Regions from separate parts of the Mus musculus genome. Here regions 1 and 2 are each linked to region 3. Evidence: chromatin contacts called from public promoter capture Hi-C data. All regions are on one chromosome and are shown on one strand. Each heading gives the region's core, a stretch centred on a gene start, on an enhancer-like site or on the middle of the called end of the contact. The rest is flanking DNA. Distances are from core to core; before and after follow the strand shown. Region 1 holds the start of Zfp469 (zinc finger protein 469). Region 2 holds the start of Def8 (differentially expressed in FDCP 8). Region 3 holds the start of Acsf3 (acyl-CoA synthetase family member 3).

Region 1 (2,700 bases), core at 36-2,535, 550 kb after region 3:
CCTTCTCCCATTCACAATAAGGAAGACACACTCTGTTGGCTCTGCCCAGTTGTTTGGGACCTGCCAGGCCAAGCTTATGGCAAAAGGGACCTGCCAGGCAAGCTTATGCCATCCTGAAGGGACTGCTGGCCAGCTGCTGCTCTCCCCGACTGGCCCCGTCAATATGCCCAAGCATTTTGCCCGCTTGTCTGTTATTTTCCGGACTTGGGTGTTGGCTGAGTAAAGACGGTTGGGACAGTGCAGGACACAGAGGCCTCGACACACCTTTGTCCCTCTAACAGGGGGAACTGGACCAGAGTCAACTGGCAGTGTGGCTCTGGACTGTCAGCACCTCTGCTGCTTTCCAGCTGTGCAACACAGGCCACTCTGACCCTCTTCATCTAGAGCACGGGGTTCCACCCATTTCACTAGGAAGATTAAATGCAGTAGTAACACGTGGCACAGTCCCCACACAGCCGGCTCAGAGGAGCCCGAAGAAAAGCCATCAACTGTCTCAGCTGGAGCCCGAGCCCCACTCAGCAGCCCGGCTGTTCCGCTTTCCTGTCTGCTATGCACATCCCTGCTTCTACCCTGGGGTCTCGGGTGCAGGACAGGGTCCAGGCCGCCACTGGAAGTCCGATTGAATCCCGCTACGATACCCTCCCCTTCCCACCATCGCCACGAGGGGCGCAGTGTCTCCGCGGTCGGCTTAGCTTAACTCCGTGGACTCCTCCAGCGGAGCTGCCCCAAAGCACAGGGTGGGTGGGGGCGCGATGGGCCTCCTGGCGGAAGCAAGAGCGTGGTGACCCTCAAGTCCGCTAGCCGGACCCCATCCCGCCCGCGGAATCAGACCTTAGGGGGTCCCGAGCGGGCGGCGGTGGAGTAGCATACGAACGGTTCCAAGTCGCAATGAATGAGTTACCGCTTCACCTCCCGCAGCCCCGTGGCTCCGACTCCCCTGGGCTCTGGTGATGCTTGCTCTGTGCTTCGCAACTCGCGGGCGACATCCCCAACAGCTCTCTCAGGGGCTGGGCCAGGCAGCCCCGAGTTCGGTACTCGGCGCCTGCAGCTCGTCTCACCGTGTGTCGGAACCCGAGGCCAGCCGTGCGCCTGGAGGGCAGCGCGGTGACCGCACCCGTCCCTGATCACCCCAGCGACGCGCACTCACCTCCGCCCCGGCCGCGCGTAGCTCCAGTTCCCGGGACGCGCGGGGCGCCCGCGCCCGGACCGCGTAGCCCCAGCGCTCATCCCCGCCCGCAGCGCCCCGGCCGCCCGCCCGCCCGTCCGCCGGGCACCGAGCCGCCGCGCTGCGCCTGGGGCGGGGTGCGAGCAGAGGGCCGCCTCCCGGGCCGGTCCGCGGGCAGCGCTCGCGCGGAGGCCGGACGCACAGCAGCGCCCCGGCTTGGGTTACACGCTTGCGCCCCCCCCCCCCCCCGCCCCGCCCCGGCTATTTTTAGCACGGCTTTTCCTAGGTGTTGGTTTCATGTGATCCACCTAGCCACGCCGGCCTGGTGGGAAACTCTCTCCCCGGTCACCAACCCTCTCCCCCCACAACACGCTCCTTGGCCAGTTCTACAGCTGGCACGCCGCTGGGCGGAAAGCCTGGCTTCAGCGCAACTTCGGAAACGGCTGCCACCATTCCACCGTGTGGCTTCCAGTCGCAGCTCTATCCATCCTTCGCTCCTCCCAGTCCCTGGGCCACCAAAAGCAACTAAACCTCTTCCTCTGGCTTCTGTCCCGGAAGGTTAGGGCCCGGGCCATAGCTGACACCTGTTTAGGGGAAAATTCAGGTTAAGCCTCCCCCTACCCCCCAGTACATAAGTCTGACACTCTAAGGTGCTGCGGCCTGGAGTAGATGTCCAGCGGGCTTCTGTCATAACACAGAGCTCGAAGTCATCAACCTTGGTGGCTTCCTACTGGGCCATCATCCAGCCTGGGGATGAGCACACTGGAACGTAGTGGGGACCGAAGGAGCTATTTAGGTCTCTAGAGACGGAGGGGCACCTTTAAGATCATCTGACAAAATGCCACATCTAACATGAACCCAAGCTTCACAGATCAGGAATCTGCCAGAGGCCACACAGCTGGAAGAGCTTATGTTAAGATGTTCAGCTCAGCATGAGGGTTCAATGCCCCAGCATTGAGTAAAAAGGCAAGGTGTGGCGTGTATTTGAACCCAGTGCTGGGGAAGCAAGAGCCAGGCAGATCCCTGGGGCTAGCTGGCCAGGCAGCTTAATTTACTCGGTGAGCTCCAGGGTAACCTGTCTCCATAACAAAGCGGACAGCACCTGAAGCCGACCTCTGGTCTCCACGCACACACGTACACGATGTGAGCTCACAGCCCCAGGTCCTGAGAGAGAGAAGATCACTGACTCCACTTTAGATGAACTGGATCACTGACCATTGATCTGTGGGCTTCTCAACAGGCGGGGGTACTTCACGGAAAGAGACCCTGTCAGAAAGAGCCCTTCCACAGCTCCCACCCCCAGTAGGTCTAGCTGCCACTCAGAAGTTCCAGTTTCACTCCTGGGAACACCTTTATCATGCAAAGCAAGGCTGGGCGCAGGCTTCCAGGATGCTTCCTGGGAAACTCCTGGCCTTGGGCAGGTCCCAAGGCCTATGCTGAACCACTCACTTGTGAATGGCCCTGAGCTGCAGTGTGCTGCAGGGCAAAGCTGATCTTCCTGGGACTGTGCAGTGTGGCATGTGACAGTGAGTGAG
Region 2 (2,700 bases), core at 195-2,694, 670 kb before region 3:
GACGAGTGTGTGGTTTGGTAACAACAGAAACTGGGAGTTGCTGCTGGGCAGTCACCGACGCCATGTGGTGACCAGCCCAGTCTAAAGGAACTGGGTGGAGCCCACAGGAGCCCCTTCCAGACGCCTTCTCTGGAAACCTCCCGATGGTTTAGAATATAGTCAGAGGGACAGGGAGACCTTGACCAGAGCTTGCCCTCCACTCTCCTCTGGGCTACCTTTCCCAGGAAAATGGCTCCCTTATGTATGTCCTGACTGGCACTGCCACCACCTGACCAGGAACAAAAGCAAGGAATGAATTAAGCAATGGAGCCATTTAACCCATCTTCCTGGTTTGTCTGGAACCAGTTTGGAGAACCATATTGCTCTTTCAGCTGAGTACGAATAGACAGCACCTCAGCCCAGCCCAGGCTGCAGGAAGCAACAGCCGGCTTTGAGTAGGACCCCATCTCCTATTTCCCCACCAGCCTTACAGAGATCTGCACCCAGAATCCGTGGTTGGCCTCAGGAAAGATACTCAAGAAAGGACAAAAAAAAAAAAAAAAAAAAAGAAAACTGTTCCATCCAGCCCCTGCAGAGGTCTCTCCTAAATCGAATAATAATTACAACTTGACAACTGAAACCCTCAGAGTAAGACCAAGGGTCTGTGGTACATCAGAGGCACTGGGTGAAAGTTCAAGACAGATTATGGTGAATAAGAGCCCGCCTCCGGTGTGTTACTTTAGCCACCAAAAAGTGCTAGTCCAAGGGCCACAGGAGTCCAAAGTACATCCTATTTGCTCACACCCTTAAAAAGGATGGACAGGCAATCCAGGCCAAGCAGGACCAGTGTTAATAATTCTCAACTACCCCAGAAGGCGCAACAAAGCGCACCTCACATTTCTACCCGCTATAACGTGAATTCATTCTGAGGATGCGACTGTCCCCACTGGGGCAGGTCTCTACGACCTTCCTCACCCATTTCATAGTTGTGAAACCGAAGGCTCAGAAAAGCTCAACATAGCAGAAGGCGAGTCCCTGCGGGTCCTTGGGCCGGGAGTCCCATACTCAGGCTCTGAAGCCACCCGGTGATTGGGGGTGGGGGTCGGCATCTGTGGACGCTAAGCTCTGCCCTACGTACTGCGGGGACCAATGAGGTCACCAAGGCCTTGCGCACAGCGGAGAGCCAGCAGGCGGCAGCCGGGAGCTGGACGTCTTGCTTGAGGCCTCTGCCAGTTCTGCACCATGAGTGCGTGGGTCAGAAGCCCGATCCCGGAGTCCGACCAGTGGCGATTGCATGCTGAGATCTGGACCCTCGCCTGCTTTCCCACCAGACCCCCCCGACACCTACAGAGACCGCTTTCTGGCTTACCTGGCTGCCGCTACATTGTACCGGACCGGCTGGCTACACTGTAGTTCGCCGCCGCTGATACACTGTACCGGCTCCTCCGCCCGCTGCTGCCGCCTCCGGCCAGGAGGTTCATGACACCGATTGCCCTGCTGGCTCGCTGGAGCACCTCCAAGTCTCCTGCTTCTGGTCCATAGAGTCCATTACCTTTGCCCTGAGTCTTTTCTCCTGAGTTCCCCCACCCCCACGCCTTAGTAATTGCATTCAAGGGAATGGTTCCACAGTGGTAACCCCTCAATGTCCCCACATCCCCAACACTGACATTCAGCTGTCCCCAGGACACCACCATCGAGACATTTAAGGTGCGTCTCAAGCTCCAAAGGTCCTATCTGAGAAAACAACAATAACACCACACACACACATCACACCACATACACACACACTACACACCACACACTCATACACACGACACACACACGACATACCACATACACACCACACACTCACTATACACACTACACACATACTATACACACCATACACATACACACACACCTCATACACACATGACACACTACATACACACTACACACACCACACACACTACACACACCACACATACACATCACACAACATAACACTACACACACCACACGCACATCAAACCACATACACACACAGAGACATACACACACCACACACCTAACACACCTCTGTCTGATAGTGAATAAATCATTCCCACCTGAGGCCAACCTTCAGTGCGTTCCTGATCACATTCCTTTGTCTGATCTAACTTCCACCGGACTCAGGACCAGCCCTTCTTCCCCACCCCACGGTGACACCACAGCCATGACAGCCTCAGCACCCTCAGACTCCCTCTGCACCTCAAGCCCAGCAGTTGGAGGATCCCAGGGAAGAAGTCTGCCTCAGACTTCACCTCCCAGCTCTCTCACCAGACTTCACCCTCCTTACCCCTAACAGGCCAGGTCCACACTTAGGCCTCTCTGGCTCAGCCTTTAGGATACAGTCTTTCCTAACCACAGCCAAATGTCTCTCCTAATACTTCCTCCTCATCTGTGAGCAGAGATATCGGAGAGGCACTCGTTACTGTCTGATGACTCTCCTCTGACATTTCTACTGACTCTTTGTTCCTCATCCCAAAGGCTAAGAGCTAAAGGCAAGTGTTTTGGATTATTACTTCTGTGCTAGAAGGCCTATACCAGTGCTTGTGATATGAGCCAATATCTGTACTAGCACTGGGCCCTCACCTTCACAGAGAGTCAAGGATGGAGCCACGTCTGCCTGTCTTCATTACTATGAGTCTTGACAGTTTCTCCGTTGATGCAACAGCACTTTTTCTTTTCTTTTCTTTTCTT
Region 3 (2,859 bases), core at 67-2,566:
GCACTGCTGTGCCATCGTCAGTTCTTATAAGTTCTACCATGTCCCCTCTGAGGCACTGTCTTACTCTCTCATATATGGAAATGGGACCAGTGCAGGCCTCCAAAGCCACTTTGGTCTTTGTACTGGCTGGATTTGTGTCAATTTAACACAAGCCTGATTTATCACAGAAAAAGGAGCCTCCCTTAAGGAAGTGCCTCCATGAGATCCAGCTGCAAGGCCTTTTCTCAATTAGTGATCAAGGGTTGGAGGACCCATTGTGGGTGGTGCCATTCCTGGGCTGGTACTCTTGGGTTCTATAAGAAAGCAGGCTGAGCAAGCCAGGGGAAGCAAGCCAGTAAGGAATGTCCCTCCATGGCCTCTGCGTCAGCTCCTGCTTTCTGACCTGTTTGAGTTCCAGTCCTGACTTCCTTTGGTGATGAACAGCAACATGGAAGTGTAAGCTGAATAAACCCTTTCTTCCCCAACTTGCTTCTAGGTCATAATGTTTGTGCAGGAATAGAAACCCCAACTAAGAAAGTCTTCAAGCATGAGCCTGGCCCAATCATTAAACATCTGTCAGCATTGAGCTAACTCCCAGCTCGTCCAACCAGAGCCAGTTCTTTAGGGCAAAACACTGTCTATTCAGGGCATCTGGCTGTGCATGGTTCCCTGACCCACTTCATGTCCAGGGATGTCATCAGAAAGGTATGTCTACATCCGTCTGGAGACAAGGGCAGCAGGGACACCGGTTTTACAATAATCACGTTGGCCTTGAAAACGCTTAGCGCATTTCCGATTTCAGGACTCCCTCTCGGGACAGCCTATGGCTTAGATGTGCTCCTACAGCAGTATCTGGAGGCTCTCACGGGTCTTAGTGGTCAGCCACAGGCAAGTTCCCTCCCTTCCAGGATGAGAATCAACACACTTCTCTTTTAGAGAAATTCCCGGACCCGCTTCCAAATCCAGAAGCCCTTCCTCGCATGCACGCTGGTCCCGTCCCTGACGCCCTAGTCGGCTCTCGGGACCCATCCGAGCCAGGACCCTGGCGACCTGCATCCCACACGGTGCTCGGCGCAAACAAATCGGGGAGGGGTTTCGTGTGACGTCATCCCGGGTCCTTACAGAAGTGTCCCTCACGCTGTGACAGACACCTGCCCGACAGGTCCCACGGCCCCCGGGTCAGCTCCAGCTCACCTCGACACCCCCTTTCTTGTAGTCTGCTGCGCGCTCACCTGGGGTCAGGCGGGGTTGGGGTGGGGGTGTCAGGGGTGGGGCACGGGAGTGCGAGGTTGTCCAGGTAGGTGAAGCGGGCCGGAATGAGTCCTACACCTAAAAGTGTCCGCAGGCGAAAAGTGTCCGTCGATCTAATACGTCCCGGGATGCAGCGCCTGAGAAATGCGTTCCGGGAACGAACGTTCCTGCTCATTCGCATACTCCATCTGCTCGCAAGTCTTGAGAGGGACTGGCAGAGAGTGGCCTTTAGGTGCCTGACATCTGTTACCAGATCTCTGGATCCATTGTCCTGATGGAACAAGTACTGTGAGTTGTTTGCATTGGGTCCTATTTAACTGTTGTTATTGAGACAGGGTCTCATGTAGCCCAAGCCAGCAATGTAGCTAAGGGTAACCTACCTCTACCTTTTGAGAGATGACTAATTATAGGCTTGCTTCGCCACATTCGGCTTACGTAGTGCCAAGGATGAAACCTGGGGCTTCACACATGCTAGACAAGCACCGCAACGACTTGGAGCTGTATTCTCAGCTCTCAACGATCATTTTAATAGGCATGATGGCTCCCGTGGCCAAAGGGACCACACAGCTGTGGTCACCATCTTCGCCAAATCAGGATGTAAATGGACTCCCTTGGCCCCTGAAGAGGGGTTCCTCGGCTTGCAGCTGGGGGGGTCTATATGCTAAACACACCTCTGTGACACAGACCAGGAACTGTGGCAGGATGGAGGCAAGGTCTCATTCTGTAGCACAGGATGGCATTAAACTCCTGGTAATCCCACTGCCTCAGCCTCCTGAGTATAGGGATTACAGATCTATGCCTCCACAGCCAGTTTTAGGGTAGGATACTAAATGCTTTCTGTACAGTAAAGATAAACCTTGAAACACTAAGGTCTGTTTGTCAGTGGCAGCAAAGCTATAGACAAAACTCCTCTCCCTGCAGCAGCTGGGGAAGTCTCACAGACCTCCATGTAGGTAAAACACGGATTCTTGACTTAGGCTTTCAGGAAGATTCATTATGAAGCACATTTGGAGTTAGCAAGACGTAGCTTTAATATAGTTTTAAGCATTACCATTGAGACATACTGGTGAGGGAACTGATTTAGGCGAAGGATGGTAGACGCCCTAGTACTGATGTGGGCTTCTGAGGAGAGCACTGGGTGTCTTTACAATAGCCATACACAAAATTCAGGAGGCTTCTGAAGTTATACAGTTTCTAACAAACTTTTTGTTTCCTTTTCTTTTCCCTTTTTTGGCAAGTGAGATCAAAGAGAGGAAGAGGCAGAGAATCAACGTGAATCAAAATGTCTAACATTGGGATTTACACCACAGACCCTAGGACTTCTATGCTTAAATGTCTACACCCAAAGCATAGTCCTAAACATGGCCAGAATGGAGACAGATTCTGTGACCCCTGGGCCTTGGAAATCATCAAGAGTCTGGATTTGGGTTTGGAGTGCTCAGTTGTTAGCATAACCCCCAGGATTATGCCTAAACAAGACATGTTAATCACAGTATTTAGAATGTGGAAGCAAAAGGATTAGAAATTCAGGGTTATCTGACTACATAGAGAGTTTGAGGTCAGCTTGGGATACATAAGATTGTCTCAAAAACAAACAAACAAACAAACAAAACCACAAAACCATCAAGA

What was found. Promoter capture Hi-C pulls out the DNA fragments that hold promoters and counts their contacts. Capture Hi-C pulls out chosen DNA fragments and counts their contacts.
Region 1: a promoter capture Hi-C map of stem cell-derived epiblast-like cells shows a contact between it and region 3, with 2.3 times the contacts expected there. The contact joins the promoter of Zfp469 here to the promoter of Acsf3 in region 3. A contact is called at or near these places in 2 of 39 promoter capture datasets (embryonic stem cells and stem cell-derived epiblast-like cells) and 1 of 115 datasets of contacts at active chromatin or transcription factors (embryonic stem cells).
Region 2: a contact with region 3 is called in a promoter capture Hi-C map of liver, with 2.6 times the contacts expected there. The contact joins the promoter of Def8 here to the promoter of Acsf3 in region 3. A contact is called at or near these places in 3 of 39 promoter capture datasets (hippocampal neurons and liver), 1 of 115 datasets of contacts at active chromatin or transcription factors (bone marrow-derived macrophages) and 1 of 9 other capture datasets (liver).

What each region holds. Positions count from the first base shown.
Region 1 is chr8:122,228,859-122,231,558 of GRCm38.p6, reverse strand. Zfp469 (zinc finger protein 469) reads right to left here and starts at 1,285. Exons shown (of 3, transcript NM_001362883.1): 1 at 1,148-1,285.
Region 2 is chr8:123,441,700-123,444,399 of GRCm38.p6, reverse strand. Def8 (differentially expressed in FDCP 8) reads right to left here and starts at 1,444. Exons shown (of 12, transcript NM_054046.5): 1 at 1,349-1,444.
Region 3 is chr8:122,773,943-122,776,801 of GRCm38.p6, reverse strand. It overlaps Acsf3 (acyl-CoA synthetase family member 3), which reads right to left and starts at 1,316. Exons shown (of 10, transcript NM_144932.4): 1 at 1,212-1,316. It overlaps Gm39271 (a long non-coding RNA gene), which reads left to right and starts at 1,354. Exons shown (of 3, transcript XR_879309.2): 1 at 1,354-1,518; 2 at 2,469-2,859.